Regions from separate parts of the Mus musculus genome. Here region 2 is linked to region 1. A link is a contact called in public HiChIP or PLAC-seq data. All regions are on one chromosome and are shown on one strand. Each heading gives the region's core, a stretch centred on a gene start, on an enhancer-like site or on the middle of the called end of the contact. The rest is flanking DNA. Distances are from core to core; before and after follow the strand shown.

Region 1 (7,960 bases), core at 1,371-3,870:
CGGAGAGAGGGATTGAAAGCCTGGGCCATCTTTAAAGTCAGGTGAATATTATCAGAGTTAGGCTACCTCTGTGAGACCCCCACATGACTGGCATTTTCGTTTGCACTCACGGTATAACAGTAGCCACCAGGACATTGCTTCCTGGCACATCCAGGAAAGGGACCTGTCCTCCTTCTTTAAAATCAATAACGTGCCAGCAAGCATTTTCTTCTGACCCAGTGGTCAGATTTAGGTTCCTAAGCCACTCATTGGCAGAGGAGGGTGATTTTGACCCCCAGGGAATAGATAGATATATGCATAGATATAGATAACTGGGAAGATACTCCTGGCATCAGATGGGAAGAGTGCAGGACCCTGTGATGTCCTGCAGTGGCCTACCACAAAGGATTGTGGCCCCAGATGTTAGTGATGCCAAGGTTGAGACGCCCACCTTGGACCTATCAGGGTGAGCCCTGGGCTAGGTCTGTTTCCCCCAACTACCAAAGTTCTTCAGTGGGCAGGGGCAAAACCCACTCCGTTGGCCAGCCTCAGTCCCTACCAGCCAACCCCCACCCCCACCCCACCCCCCGGGCTACTTGTTCATACCAGTCCATGTCTCTTCAGGGGGCACTCTGCTATGTCACAACAGCAAACTTTATAGTAAGATTCCAATTTGACAGAATTACAAGGTACCTCTCAGACCTCCTCCTGTCTCCAGAGATGCTTTGACAAACCTACCTTGCTTGGCTGAGTTTGTCCTTGGAGAGCCCAGGACCAGGGTAGGGCTGGTTTGGTGCAGTAATGTAGAAAAACTACTCCTGCCGGTGCTCCTGAAGTAGAGCTTTGCAAGTTCACAGGAGCACTTGTGGGATGGCTGGGAGGTTGATCAGCCTTTCGGTGTACACGATGAGGTTGCAGGCAAACATTGGATGAGGTGAGGTCTGGGGAGCACTTGGCATGCAGTGGGTACTACATGAGTCCCATAGCAAAGGGGGAACCAGTGATAGGCATTGCAGGTGACCCAGGAGGGCTTAGTGACCTAGCAGGGACAAGGCCCTTCCTTGTACACCTAGCAGTAGGGTTTGTAACTGCCTGGATACGAAGACGGAGGAAACAGAGGCTGGACTTTAAGGTCCACCCCCGTTCCCCCCTTCTTGCAGGATGCTGGGGATGCCCAGTGGTTAGGCCTAACTGTGCCTCTCTCTTATAGACCCCATGATGGAGCTGGCAGGCCCTGACCCCTCTGAACTTGACAACCATCAGGAGATGGAGGACTTCGAGGAAAACGCCTACACCTACAGCAGTGTGGACAGCAGCGCGGAGGCCAGCACCCTCACTGAGCAGGCCATGAAAGAGATGGCCTACTACAATGTGCTATAGCAGGCCGCTGAGTGGGCGGGGAGGGCGCAGGGTGAGACCCACATACTGAGGGCTGCCCCTCTGCAGCCCAGAACCAAGCTACTGCCCACTGCCTGGCCCTCCTCCCCCCCAACCCTCAAATCATTTGCACCACTAGGGATCTTTAGACCAAATGGAGACTCTACTACTGTCCTTGCAGGGAGCTGGCCACAGGCCTAGGCATCCCGGTGAGGGAAAGGTAACCAGGAGGTCCGCATCTGGTTCTCCTTGGCCTGCTGCTGTGCGTGGGCAGGGGGAATGCCAGTGAGGCCTCTTACAGGCACAGACTTAGAGGTCTTCCCCAAGCCACCTCAGGCGCGGAGGCGCTCTCCAGGAAGAGAATGCTTGAGCCAGGCCTTGTCTCTCTTCTGCACCGACTCTGGCCTTTAAGGACATCTGAACCCCTGCACTGGCCGACACTGCCCACCCCCACCCTGGTCAGACCCAAGAACCTCTTCCCTCCCCCTATCACTCAAGAGCCAGGCAGGGCACTCTGCCTTCTACCTCCTGGGCCTCCCCTTGCTCCATGCAGGCATGCATGCGGCCCTAGCCCTGGCCCTGCCTGTCGGAGAGCTGAGGGGAGTCCAGCCTCCAGAGCACCCTCCCAGCTGGCCTGCAGAGCTCCCCTGCCCCAGCCTCGTTTGAAAGAATGTCCCTAATGTGCATTTCAACACAGTTCATCCAGGTCTGTTCCAAGCTAAGGTACCAACCACAGGGTCCTCACCAAACAAACCCAGGACATGCCCTGCATCTGGCAAGCATTAACAAAGATAGATGGCGGCTCCTTGAGCCAGCGGGGAGGGAGGGTCGGGGTGACATCTCTGGGACCAAGAGTGGCTGTCCTCAGGGGAAGCCAAGGAAGACCACCCGTGGGAAGAGGGGAACTAGAATGGTTTTGGTTTTGGTTTTTTATGAGCAAGCAGGTGTCGTGGGGAGTGGGTGAGCTGTGGCTCAGCCGGCTCCGGAGGAAGAGCAACATGTTTAACTGAAGACCAGAGAGAGGGAGGGGAAAATTCTGTTTGCAGCAAGAAGGGTATTGTGAAAGAAATTTATGTTTTCCTTTCCAACTCTCCTGTCTATCATCTTTGATGGAGAGGGGTTTTTTTTGGTTTCTGTTTCTATTGGTTTGTTTTGGGTTTTTTTTTTTTTTTTTGGTTTTTGGTTCGTCCAAGCCTCAGCTTTCTTGTGTGCTGTGTGTACTTCCTGCCTCCCTTTCCGAAAGCAGCCATGCCTGAGGGGCCCTGGCCCAGGTGTATCACTAGCTGGGAGCCTCAGAAGGCTAAGGCAGGAGGGAAGTGGGGGAGGCAGAGAACCTACCCGGCCCTCTCCAGTCAGCTGGCCCTCTTCACCTGTCCCCTCCCCTCCCCCCTGTCCTCCATCCATAAGCTCGCAAGCACCCAAACCCCTGCCCACAAATCCCAAGGCCCCCAAGGGGAGGAGCAGGCGGGACTAACCCCAAAAAGGCATAGATGAAGCCACCAGCTTTGGCTGAAAAACCAAGAGGGGGAGACCAGCTGAGGCAGAGGGTGTTGATTCGCAGTGTGACAGCCCCCAAGCCAGGCCTCAGGGTGACTGTTCAGGACTGGGGATGAGGGGGACACAGTGGCCCAGGTGTGGTTTCCCATGGCTCCCGGCCTCCCAGGTGCCCATCATGATGACCCTCAGGTGGCAGTGATTAGCTATCACTGTACAAGACATTTATTTCTCCTGCTGAGCAGAAGGCATCACCCCTGCAAACTACCTCTTCCCACAATGACTTTCTCCCTGGTACCAAAAAGCACCCTGTACCTCCTCCTTCTTCTCTTCCTCCTCCTCCTCTCCTGCCAACGCAGTGGCCTTGGTCTTGGAACAGAAGGGAGAAGTCTGGCCTGGGTGGGGTCTCCCACTGTCCCCCAGCCTGCCATTGGCACAACCCCCTTGGGGATGCCATACTGAAAAAGCCCCTGCCCTCGCCTTGTGCCGGGCAAAGCGGAGAGGAAGGCACAGCACAGTACACAGTTGGAGCTGGAGGTGGTCCTGGCACAGCTCCAGCCTCACCCCTCCCAGGCTTCTGAAAAGGGTGACTCAGAAGCCCTGGCCGAATTCCACTCTAACTTATTTTGACATGTATACAAACCAACTGTTTAGAGATTCCTCTTGTGCAGAGCCCTACTGTGTTTTTATGTTCCTGTTTAAAAAGAGAAGTTTACTTAGCAATAATTATAAATAAATGAATATTCTTTAGCGAGGTGACTGTACGTGCTTCTTGGTGCTCTTGGAGGCCCTTCCCCCCAAGGAGGTCCCAACAAGGCTCCCTAGTCACATGCCAGACAGCATCCCCCTCTGGAACTACAAGACAATCTCAGCCACCTGACCTGCCAGAGAGTTGGGGGGTGGGTGGAGGAGAACATGCTCCGAGTCCCAAGGGCAGGTTTTAGGTCTCTGTAGCCCGGATCTACCTGTGAAGGCCTGGGACAACAGATGAGTTCTCCCACACACAGCTTCTTTTTCCCGGTTGTTTTGAGACTTTTTACAGCAGGCTCACACTGTCTACCTGTGTCTGGCCTAGAACGCAACCATCTTCCTGTCTCAGCTTCCTGAAGCAAGACTACACGTATGTGTGTACACCTGGCCTTTTCAGATTTCCGGCCTCCCCAGTGCTGGGATTTCGGGCATGCACTGCCATCCCTGACTTGTTTCCAAATATTCCCACTCTTGGATCTGCAACATAAAACCTGTGGCTAGAGGCAAGCGATAGATAGTTGGTTAAGAGCACTTGCTGCTCTTCCAGAGGACCCAGGTTCAATTCCTACCACCCACATGGCAGCTCAGCAACTGTCTCTAACTCTAGTTCTAGGGTCTCCAATGCCCTCTTCTGACTTCAGTGGACCCTGTATGTACATGGCACACAGATATACAAACAGGCAAGATACCCCATAAAAATACTAAAATAGTCTTTAAACTGGAGGCTAGGGCTGTGGATCAGGCTTGCTGGGTAAAGTACTTGCCTACTATTCAGGAGACCACCCTGGGTTTGATACCCAGCCCTACATACTCAGTGTTGTGATACTGCCCATGATAACTGCATCCAGGAGGTGGAGACTGGAGGCTAAGAAGTTCAAGGTCATCCTTAATTCTATAGAAATTTGAGGCGAGTCTCGGATACACAAAACCATGTCTTTTAAAAAAAAAAGAAAAAAAGGCAGGCAATGGGGATGAGAATTCAGCTTAAGATCTTACTGATGGGGGCTGGAGAGATGGCTCAGAGGTTAAGAGCACCGACTGCTCTTCCAAAGGTTCTGAGTTCAAATCCCAGCAACCACATGGTGACTCACAACCATCCGTAATGAGATCTGACACCCCCTTCAGGTGAGTCTGAAGACAGCTACTAAATAAATCAAAAAAAAAATCTTACTGATAAAATGCTTGCTAAACTCAATTCCCAGCACTGACAACAACCAACTCCAGATACAGAGAACTGACTGCATTATCAAAGTTACCCTAATCTCCAGCAGGACCAAACAAGCAGAAAGAGAAGTCACTGACTGCACAGCGACAGTGCTTTCCATTGAGTGTATATGGGCTTTGGAACAACATTTCCACATCACTTTTCTAGTTGTGCCAAAGGAGAAACCTGAAGGATGGGAACAGGGGATCCCGGACACACAGAGACCTAGGCAAGCCTGAGCGGGCTTGCAAAGCAGAGACTGGGGGATCTGTTTCTAGTGTATAACCTATAACAGGGCAAATGAGCCTGAGCACAGTCGCATAGGCCCTTAATCCCTGCCTTGGGAAGCAGAGAGGTAGACCTTCGTGACTAGAAGACCAGCCTGACCCATAAAGTTCCAAACCAGCTAGAACTGCGTGCTGATGAGGCCTCGTCTCAGCTAAGTTGGTACCAGGATGAAGTTGGGATGCAGAGGTAGAATGCTTGCTTAGTGTACACAAAGCTCGAGGTTGGAGTGTCAGCACTATAAGAGGTGAAAGGTGCATGTGTTATTATAACAAGTATCTACAACATCACAGAATGACAATTCCCTAGATGGAGAAACGGGATCACCTTAGGAGATTCTATGTGAGTCTCTGCCCTTAGGCCCCAGCTAGCTCCACTGGCTCAGCAGCAGACACTGCACGCAACTTTGTGAGGAAGCCAGGGCCTCACCCCCAAAGTCTGGCAACTCAGGCAGCCAGTGAAGAATGCAGGAGGCCCACAGGCTGCCTCGTTCCCTCTCATGAGAAGCAACCCCCTGGCTGACCTATTAACAGCCTGAGGCACCCCAACCCTGTCCCTGGGGGATCCTACCAGCTGCTCCCTCCCACTCGGGGACAAACACATCAAGACAGTTTTGCGAAGAGCTTTTTAGTAGCTAAATATGGCACCATGTGATTCCAGAGCAATATAAATTACAGTATGCAGAACACTGACTGTCTGAGGTAAAGCACACGTTCCTGCCTCATGTCCACCGTGAGGGAAAATGCTCATATACTTTAAAAAACATCTCCATCATATATATATGTAAAAAAATGTCCCCTAGAAAGGCCACCAGAGAGGGGCTGTGAGGCCCACCCTCTGCCATGTACAGAGTACCCACTGGAGCTGAGTAGTGTCCACCCCTACTGCTTGCCCAGAGCTCTGTCCAGGTTGCTCTTAATGGTGTCCAGGAAGTCTGTGGTGTTCAGGAAGTGCTCGTTCAGCTTCACACTGCCGAGAGAACATCAGGGGAGACTCAGGCCTCCTGGAGGCCATCAACCAAGCCATTCCCAGGCTCATTAGACCTCAGGCCACCAGGCCCAGGTCCAAGTTTGCTAGTAGCCCACTGCTAGAGGGTCACAATAAATTTGGCAGAAAGTTTAAAGTAACAAGCTACCGGGCACAGGCCTCATAAAAGAAGCTGGGGAAAGGTTTAAGGAGGAGAGCAGAGGAACTAAGCAACTGCCAGAGGGCACCAACTCAGACCTGGTCAAGGAAGGCTTGGCCTGAGCCATTTCTCAGGACTTGTCCTGCCCCAGACCCCAGGCAGCTCTACCCACTCATGAGAGAGACTCTTGGGGGGGGGGGGTTCCCCCTGGCTTCCTCCCACCTGCTGGGGTCTCAAGCCCTGTTTCCCAAAGCACACACTTGCTGAGGCCATGGATACAGCCAGCCAGGTCCTTGGTCATCGCTCCGCTCTCCACAGTCTGCACGCACACCTTCTCCAGCGTCTGTGCAAACCTGCGGGGGATGCGGCAGAGTGAGGCCCCGGCATGCTGGGCAGAACTGTGGGCTGCACCTGCTCAAGCCCTCCCCATGAGCTCACCTGATAAGGTCCTGGTTCCCATCCAGCTTCCCACGATGCTCCAGACCCCGTGTCCAGGCAAAGATGCTGGCAATAGGGTTGGTACTGGTGGGCCGGCCCTGGGGACAGGCCACAGGATCAGCTGAGCACCAGACACAGCTATCTACCTCCAGACCGGCAGACCGGGTTCATCCTCCCGGTCATCAGGGCCAGTGGGCTATGGACCTTGAAATGCACACATTTACCTTCTGGTGTTCTCGGTAATGGCGGGTGACTGTCCCATGAGCAGCCTCAGCCTCAATTGTCTTCCCATCAGGGCAGACCAGCACAGATGTCATCAGGCCGAGGGAGCCAAAGCCTGGCGGGGAGGGACAGATCTCTCCTCAGAGCCATGCTTCAGCTCAGAACCCTTCAGCTTAGACTCCACGCCACTGTCACCTCTGTGTGTTCCCTTTCCAGACCCCATAGCCTGAGGCGGTCAGTCTGAAGCCCCCTGGAAGGCCATTTCAGGAAGAAATAAGCCGCCATCAGCAATTTTGCAAGCCTCCCTGTTTCTGACACTGTTAGCCCCTTTATTTCAAATGTCCCCAAATCCAGACTTCAGCTGGAATGGGTCTGTTGTCAAGGACTCTGGAGAATCAAAAAACTCCCCCAGACCCACAAAGAATGTGAAGGCCAGAGAAGAGAAAATGTGGGGAACTTCCATAAGAAAAAGATCCAGCTTGCTTGTGTTCTGAGGTTTTCTTTTTTATTTGTTTGTTCGTTCGTTTGTTTGTTTGTTTGTTTTGTGTAGGGGATGGTGCACATGGGCCAGTGTTACATGTAGAGGTCAGAGGACAGCTTTGCAAGAGTGCTTTCTCCACCATGTAGATTCTGGGGATGAGACTCAAGCTGTCAATCTCCATGGCAAGTGCCTTTACCACTGAGCCATCTCAACGGCCCCTTTTTCTGTTTATTTTTATTTGGCCTGGAACTCACTATGTAACCCAAGCCGGCCTCAAATGATAGCAGTCTGCTTCCCTCAATCCCCTGAGTGCTGAGATTCCAAATGTGAGCCACCTGAGCTCAGCACCCTGCACGCCTGTCTCTGTCACAGCAGTCACAGGGTTGGAGACAGGCCGATCCCTTGGTACAAGACAAGACAGCTGATGGTGATCCCACCCAGCCAGCTAGTCTACCCTGTCTCAAAATAAGGCAGAGGGAAAACAAGACAGCGCGGCTGGTAAAGGTTCCTGCCACCAAGCCTGACAACCTGAGTTCAATCTCCAGGACCCACATGGTGCAAGGAGTCAACTCATGCAGGGTGCCCTCTGCCCTCCACACGAGTG
Region 2 (7,960 bases), core at 1,398-3,897, 110 kb after region 1:
AATACTTAGCCAAATTTACGATGACTCAAAAACCAGGAAAGGAGGTGCCAAATGTATGATAATAGAATCAATATTCAAAACAACCTCCGTGGGATGAAATCTGGGCCAGAACCAATAGATTTAAGAGAGATAATTTTGAAGTCTTGTGTTCAGTTGAAAAAGTTATTGCATAATTTCAGGTTTGGGGCACTTTTCATTAGACAGAAATTGGCATCAGAAGATTGTTTTAGGTTGTTAGCCAACACGAGCCTGTAGTAGTCTGACCCTTGTCATCCTCGGTCACCCAGTCATTCCTTCAACCAACGCTTATTGAAGACGCCTGCCATGTGTACAGGCACCATTCCAGAGGCTTGGGAGGTTGAGCAGGGGAAAGCTGCACCTAGACTTTCATTTTATTTATGTATGTATTTATTTAAGTTCTGTTTTCGGTTTGTTGTTGTCTGAGACAGAGTTTCACATAGCCTCGATTGGCCTCAAGCTTGTTATGTACCTGAGGCTGCCTTGGATTCCTGATCCTACCCGCCCTTCACCTGCCAAGTGCTAGAATTAAATACCACCATTTCCAGCTGACTTTAGAAATTTATTTTCAGCCGGGCAGTGGTGGTACATGCTTTTAGTCCCAGTACTTGGGGGGTGGGGGTGGGGGTCAGAGGAAGGAGGATTTTTGTGAGTTCAAGGCTAGCCTGGTCTACAGGAGTTCCAGGACAGTCAAGACTACACGGAGAAACCTGGTATCATAAATAAAGACAGCCAGACAGATAAGATAAATGAATCTGAGGCTGGAGTGATGGCTCAGCAATAAGAGCGCTGGCTGCTCTTCTGGAGGCCCCGGGTTCAATTCCCAGCATCTTCTTTTATTTATTTATTTATTTATTTATTTATTTATTATATGTAAGTACACTGTAGCTGTCTTCAGACACTCCAGAAGAGGGAGTCAGATCTCGTTATGGATGGTTGTGAGCCACCATGTGGTTGCTGGGATTTGAACTCAGGACCTTCAGAAGAGCAGTCGGGTGCTCTTACCCACTGAGCCATCTCACCAGCCCTCCCAGCATCTTCATAACTGGAGTCAGGAACTCCAGTTCCAGGGAGTCTCAAACCCTCACACTGACAGATACATGTAAAAAAAAATTTTTTTTTTTAGACAGGATATCTCTGTGTAGCCTTGCTGTCCTGGAACTGGCTCTGTAAAACTCAAGAGATCTTCCTGCTTCTGACTCCCAGGTTGATGGGATTAAAGGCCTGGGCTACAGGCCTGACCTTGAAACAGTATTTAAAGTGCTATTTATTTCATGTGCATTGGTGTTTTGCCTGCATATATATTTTATGTTACACACACAAACACACAGGTCAGAGGTCACAGCTTGTGGAGTAGACTCTGTCTACTGTGTTTGAGAAGAGATTAACAGGAGGAAAGGAAGCAGCAGTTAGAGCAGAAACAGTACATTTCAGATGATGGGTTAACCAGTGCAATTGGACATGTGGCATATGAGAAAAGACACGAGACTGTAGAAGGATGTCAGGGTGGTGACAGTACAGGAGTTGTGGAGCATGGGGAAGTCTGGATGTAAGAAAGAAGACCTGAGACCATCCAAGAGCTTGTCTGCTCTGACTGCCACCTGCCTGTGGGGGTGGGGAGGAGAGTAGAAAGATGTGGCTCTGGAACTGCCCACATGGGCACACATGGGCAGCAGCGAGTGCAGTGTAGCTTCGACAACTGCAGAAAAGTCTGGGGGAAGTGGTTTCATTGCCACAAGAACAATGAACACATATTTTTAAGTTTTTAATTTTATCCATTCACCTAGGAAAAGCTGAAACGGGTTTCCAAAACCTTGATGTCTTTGTTGATCTCCCCCTCTTTATTTCCCTCTATTCCTTTGCTGTGGCTCCACCAAATTGACTTCAGATTGGGGTACCTGCGGGTGGATACCTCTGGCGTCTCATTCCAGCCTTAGGGAATCCTTTCCTATGCTCAGCCACGTGCTGGTTGTGGGGGGGAAGGTCTAGCCTCTTTGGCAGTGCAGTCCGTGAAATCCTAATTATCCCACTTGAACTGATTCTGCGCCGGCCCCGGGCTTCGCGTGGACAGAATTCTAAGCATGGACAACCGAGCAGAGTATCTAGATTCTAGACCATGCATAGACCTCTCGCGGAAGTAAGACTGGAAAGCTACCAGTCTCCGTCTCAGAGTCTGCACAGCTCCCAGAGCGGGGGTGGGGGTAGGTAGGGGGCATGTGGGGCAGGGTTCCCGGGAGCCGGAAGGAGGGCGGGTCCGTGCGGCTTTGCGAGCTCCTCGGTCTCCGGGCTTCAGGTCCCCAGGCTCTGCTCCGCTCCCCCTCCCCCCCAGTGCCCCAAGTCGGGTGACTCGATCCAGCGCCCCTCGTACTTCAGCGCCCAGGAAGGAGGAAGGGGAAAGAGCTGGGCAAGGACCAGCTAGGAGGCCCGCCTACCCGTCGACTTCCTGCTCCGCGCCCTCCTCCCTGCGGCGAGAGCGCGGGGCTTTCACCCGCAGCACTGGGCAGAGGGAGCCTACGGTGCGGCGGCCCACGTGACCACCTTCCCTGCCGCCCACCCCCAGGTCCAGAGGCGGAGGCCGAGGGAAGGACTCCGGGCCGAACCGCGGGGCGGGGCTCCAGCCTGCGATTCCACTTGAGCAACCTGAGCCGGAGGAGGACGCCGCTGCCTGCTGCGGTCCGAGCTCCACGCGCCGCGATGGGCCGGGCGAGCCGCTCCGCTGTCCTGCGGCGCGCGCTGCTGCTGCTGCTGCTACTGCTGCTGCTGCGGACGACGACTACGCGGGCGCTCGGCCCCCGGATCAGTGTGCCGCTGGGTAAGTGCTATGGGGCGCGGCAGAAGGAGGGGAGCGCGGGCAACGAGATGCTTGGTGGGGTGGCCACGACAAAGGAGAGGTTGAGGTCCACTAGGACCAGGAAAGCAGTTGTGGTCAAAGCGAAAGAGGAGGGAAAGCTAGGGAGCTGAGAGCCCTTTTCTTCCATTTTCTATCTGGACTTGGAGAGGGCCGCTTTCTTGCTCGGTTGCAGCTGCTCTTGCTCGGAGGGAGCACACTCGGCACTAGGGGCCTCAGGTGCCAGCCATCCTGCCTACTCATTTACTTGTCTTTGATGCTGACCAGAGTCAGCCTTGGAGCCACCAACGGCACGGGGCTGAGGGCACTGCTGCTGGCCGTGCTATAAACTCTGGGCTTATGATATTCTCAGTCAGCCACAGCAGAGCCTGGAGTTTGGCGGGTGGGTGCCAGGTCTTTCCTCCCTGCCGGCCCATCTCTGACTGATCGACCTGGAGAATTCACCCCCTACTCCAAACACAGGGACTTGGAAACTGACATTGCGAAGACCCATCTGTACCCTGTCTAGAGGGGCCTGAGGGTATCACCCTGGTGGGCCACATTCCTTTTTTGGTGGTTTACAGCTGCCCCTGGCTGCCTGTGTTTCCAATCCTCCACTCATTCTTTACTTCCCTTAGTCTGATCGCCCCTGAACCTTTTCCAGGGAACCTCAACGTTTGGAATTCTAGGGACTTAGCCCAGTAAGTACTTCCTACTGCCCGCACTCCAGCTTCCTCCCCTGCAAAGTCGCCTCAGGCTTAGATACCTTGCAAAGTCATCTTGGGAAATTCATAAAACTTGGTGCATTCGGAGGGCATCAGGCACATAGGTGCCAACAGACAATGTTTGGCCAAACCCCTCTAAATTGCAAACTGTCACTGTGAGTTAGTGCATAAATTAGAGGTTACAGACTAAAACTCTACCAGACTTCCTACTCCATATTTGCATCCCCACCCCTAAAAGCATCCCATTTGCAAAAGGATAGAATCAGCTCTTCAGTTAAGGCCCCTAACAGGATCTCAGTCCCTTATCCAAAACATTGTTGGTAGCTCAAGTTCAAATCCTGTCTCAGCCACTTAGTTCCCACATGACCTTAAGTAAACAACTTCTCTGTGCCTTGATTTCTTCATCTGTAAAATGGGATATTAGCGCCTTGCTCAAGGCGCAGCTCATTACCAGTTGCAAAGTCCTTAGGATAGGGCTTGGTACAGAAACCTCTCAGCGGGTGTTTGCTGTCATTCTTGTTATGTTAAACTCGGACCACTCCTGCATGGAACTGGGTGGTTCGCTGTGGGTGGGGATGGTTCTAGAGTTCACTGCTGCTCCTTGGGAGTTCTGTTCTTGAAGTGAGAAATGACTGAAATCGGAACCCAGGACTGATGCTCTGCCACTTTAAAACACTTACTTAGCTTGTGTGTGGGTGTAAGGGCACACGAAAACATGACGTACATGTGGAGGTCAGTGAGGTCAGAGGGCAGCTGGTGAAATCCTCCCTCAGCCGTGTGGATCTCAGGACCTAAGCTCAGGTCCTCAGGTTTGGTGTCAAAAATCCCTTTCCCTGATGCGCCACCTCCCCATGACCCCCTCACCTTGTTGACCCAGGGTGGAGGTATGAGCTAGGTATGGAACCTGTCCTGTGTTAGGTGTGTTAGGCTCTGAGCCATACATACCCCTTGCTGCTTCTGTCATCCTGTGTTTCCCTAGAGCTCTCAGCCCTCCCGAGGCTGCAACCCTTTAATGCAGTCCCTCAGGTTGTGATGACCCCCAACCATAAATTACTTTTGTTACTGCTTCATAGTTGTAAATTTGCTAATGGGCTGAGGCCCGCATGTTGAGAGCTGCTGTCCCAGCCGTAAGGAAGGGGCTGTGAGATAGAGACACGTGCCCCTGTGGATCCCGCTTACGCCTGGGGAAGGCAGGACTAGCTTTTGGGGCTACACCAAACACAGTAGGTCTTTTGCCTTAGGGAGTGATGTGAAGACTTGATAGGGGCGTAGAGAGGCCCTTCTTCCTGGGAGAGCATCTGTCTTGGGTTAGCTGTATAGTTCCAGGACCTGGCCACCTCCCACAATTCCCTGATCATTCAAGGCTGCCACAGGTGGGCAGTGTGTGACTTGTGCACTGTACAGAGGTATTTAGCTGAGGGGTTGAAAGGGCTGGCAGGCCAGGAACACAATTTTATTGTGTTTGCGGGACGGATTCTAGGTTCTGCCTGGGGGGGGGGATGGGGGGGGGATGCTTTTTCAGTCCTCCCTAAGCTCTGCAGCGTTGTAGCCATGCCCAGCCACCTCACCACTGGGTGTGCATCCACACCTGACTGAGCTCCCCGCCACCACAGAGCTTTACCTTCCAGGGCCTCCACAGCACCCTTGAGACCTGCTTCTGCTTCCTTTCCTCCCAACTACAGGAAGGTCCTGTGGCTGGAGTCCCACATGGGGAATGCCCTGGTGACTGAACTGGCTCGCCCTTTGAGTCTGACCTGAGACAGTTTCCTGTCTCATCCCTGGGGGCTTGTTAGATGTTCCTGGCATTGTACCCATCCTTGGCAGGCCCATGGTGACCATGGGTGCCTGGCCCAAGGCCTTTTTAGCCTTCTGACACAGGCAGGCCTATCAGGGATTGCACAGAACTGAGACCACACCCCTTTTCCCACCACCTGAACTGAATTCCCACCCAAGTCTACTCTCAAGAACCTGAGCTTAGGGATAGTGGACTTCATCTGTGATCTAAAACCAAGTCCCTTGAAGTGGGAAGGTCCAGTTTATTCTGCATCTAGGGGCTCATAGAGAACTCTCATTCCTGCTGATGGTTCTTGGGAGCCCTTAGCTTGGAGGTGTTCTTGTGACTTCACCTAATGGTTAGGAGAGGGAAGGAAGACCCGGGACATTTTGGGTGAGAGTCGGGAGCGGCCATGAGGATTCCTAAGCCAGCTGGAAGTCTGTGAAAGTCATGCTTCAGAGCAGAGCATGAAATTTGGGTTCTTTTACAATGGAAACTCCACTCCAGGGCTGTAAAGTGGGGTACGAGCAGGAATCTGGCCTTGAAGAAGCAAAACAAAACTGCTCCCACAGCCTACTGAAGTCTGGTGGAACCACCTTATTTGGGCAATTAAAAGAGTTATTAATGTCTCCCAGCCCCAGAGACGTCCTGCTCTGGAAAGTGTATGAACCAGATTGGAATTAAATCTGTAGGCCTGCAAAACGCAGTCAACAAAACCCCATTGAATGCAGAAAACAAGGCACTTGGCACGAGCCAGCTGCCCGTCTGAGTCAAGGATGCCCGAGTGGCCCCTGTGCTGGCCGCGGTTCTGGTTCCCTCTTGCCTGCTATTGACCTCTGCCTCACATGACCTCGGCCCAGCGTGAGACTCTGTAGTTCTGTCTCGTATGTGGGCCTGTTCATGACCCTTCAGAGGCACGTGGATGGTGGAGAGCTTCAAGAATGGGGGCTGAGAGCCAATCTGGGAAAGCTGGCTCACCACTCTCATCAAAGGACACATCAAATGGCAAGCAGTGGCCTTCTTAAGCCTGTATCCTTGTCCACAGAACCAGAAGAATAGCAGGACCCATCTCCCAGGCTCCTGAGAGGATTATGGAAATAGCATATGTAAAGTGCTTGGCGTGAGTCCCGACACATGCAGCCTGCCCATGCCCATGGAAGGGAGCAGCGTCTGCTGCATGCTACCCTGCCCAAGCCCACCAGCCTTCCTGCAGGAGGTGGATGCTGAGTTGGTGGCGCCTGCTCTGCCCAGGTCCCAGGGTCGATGGGAGGTCATTCCCACTGACTTGCTTAGGTTTGCCCCCATTTCAAGAGCTTATGGTTTTGTCCCTTTCAGCGTTATTCTGTGACTCAGGACCCTCCAGTGCTTGGGACTGGATTTTGCCTCATGCCCCCACCCCCCACCTTTGCTGCTGCTCTCTGCTCTGTGGAAGTCATTCAGCTGGTGCTGTGCCTCCTACATTTGTAGAGTGTGGGAGGAACTTGTGATGTACTGCATAGTGTAGTCATCTTCTGGTTGATGGGACCTGGTTGAGAGGTCTGCAAAGTCAATGTCACCATACATATCTCCCTTTTTAGAGCCCGTGGCCCTTGTCCCATCTCTGTGGTTGCTTAGGCTGGGTCAGGGCTCAGAAACTTCTGGTGGAGCCCTCCCTGCACCCTAGGGGAAAGAGGATCAACAGAACTAGTGCCGTGCTCTGTGCCTTCCCTCTCCCGATCAGAATCTGGGAGAGCTCTGTCTCATAAGACTACACTGTATAGCCACTTTCCCCAGTTGGCCCTCCCTGCTCTTTACCTCTGACCTCCCTGTCCTGGAAGAGTTTGCCACATCAGGAAAGAAGCCAGCTTCCCCTAGGGGACAGTGTCATCGTGACACAGGGAACTTGCTTCTTGCCATCCTGATGACCACAAGCCTTTCCTCTGCTACTACCATTGCCTTCTGACGTCTCCTGGGTCACTGTTAGCCCTGTTCCTGTGTGGTCATCTCTGCCATAGGACTGCCCACAACCGTTAGGGTCCTAGCTGGTGTTCCAGCCTTGGGAACCTAGGAGATGGCTGGCAAAGTGAGGAGTATGGCTGAGGACCACGGAGGAGAGGGATTTATCCGCTTCAGGGTGCTCCTTCCCAAGCCTGTGAGTCCGTCTGGAAGCCCTTCATCTAGCCTGGGTTAGGAGATGTGCTTCAGGGAGAGGCTATGATAGGTGTAATGGGTGGGAGACAGAGCCCTCATTTCTCTTTTCTTCAGTAGAGTGGCGAAGGTGGCTAATTGGCTACCTTTGGGATTTTTTTTTTTGCCCTCAGGGCCAGAGTGGAACCCAGAAACACAGAGCCTCATATCTGCTAAGGAACCACTGTGCCTCCCCTCACTCACTCACCTTGTGTGAGAGGCTCCCTACCGCAGAAGAGGAAGACACCAGCCACTTTCAGTTCCCACTGGGCTCGGCTCTCTCCAGCCTGTGCAGTGGTATTGTTTCACCCAGTGTCGAAAAATGTTGAGCCCCAGACAAGCCACCTCATTCTGTCAGGGTCATGGATCGCTAGAGATAAGAGACTGTGCTTGGGCCAGTTTGTGTCACGACTCGGGAGCCTCATTCTTTCTTAGAGAACGGCTACCTCT

Evidence for each region. HiChIP or PLAC-seq counts read pairs in DNA pulled down with a chosen protein or histone mark.
Region 2: a contact with region 1 is called in an H3K4me3 HiChIP or PLAC-seq map of the 230-238 cell line, with 14 read pairs. The contact joins the promoter of Sema4b here to the enhancer-like site in region 1. A contact is called at or near these places in 6 of 115 datasets of contacts at active chromatin or transcription factors (the 230-238 cell line, CD8 T cells, effector CD8 T cells and 2 more) and 3 of 9 other capture datasets (adipose tissue, liver and pancreatic islet).

Annotation. Positions count from the first base shown.
Region 1 is chr7:80,089,146-80,097,105 of GRCm38.p6, forward strand. Zfp710 (zinc finger protein 710) reads left to right here. Exons shown (of 5, transcript NM_175433.5): 5 at 1,190-3,606. The coding sequence ends at 1,359. It overlaps Idh2 (isocitrate dehydrogenase 2 (NADP+), mitochondrial), which reads right to left. Exons shown (of 11, transcript NM_173011.2): 8 at 6,878-6,990; 9 at 6,654-6,751; 10 at 6,476-6,568; 11 at 5,701-6,058. The coding sequence ends at 5,971. Among named protein-coding and RNA genes, the nearest start is that of Gm21057, 18 kb to the left of the region's middle. Within about 2 kb of position 2,621, at least 132 of the 459 cell types and tissues checked have an H3K27ac peak or open chromatin away from gene starts, as enhancers often do. A contact at or near this core is called in the 230-238 cell line, CD8 T cells and effector CD8 T cells, where this site is marked.
Region 2 is chr7:80,195,941-80,203,900 of GRCm38.p6, forward strand. It overlaps Sema4b (sema domain, immunoglobulin domain (Ig), transmembrane domain (TM) and short cytoplasmic domain, (semaphorin) 4B), which reads left to right and starts at 2,648. Exons shown (of 14, transcript NM_001360135.2): 1 at 2,648-2,830. The coding sequence starts at 2,713.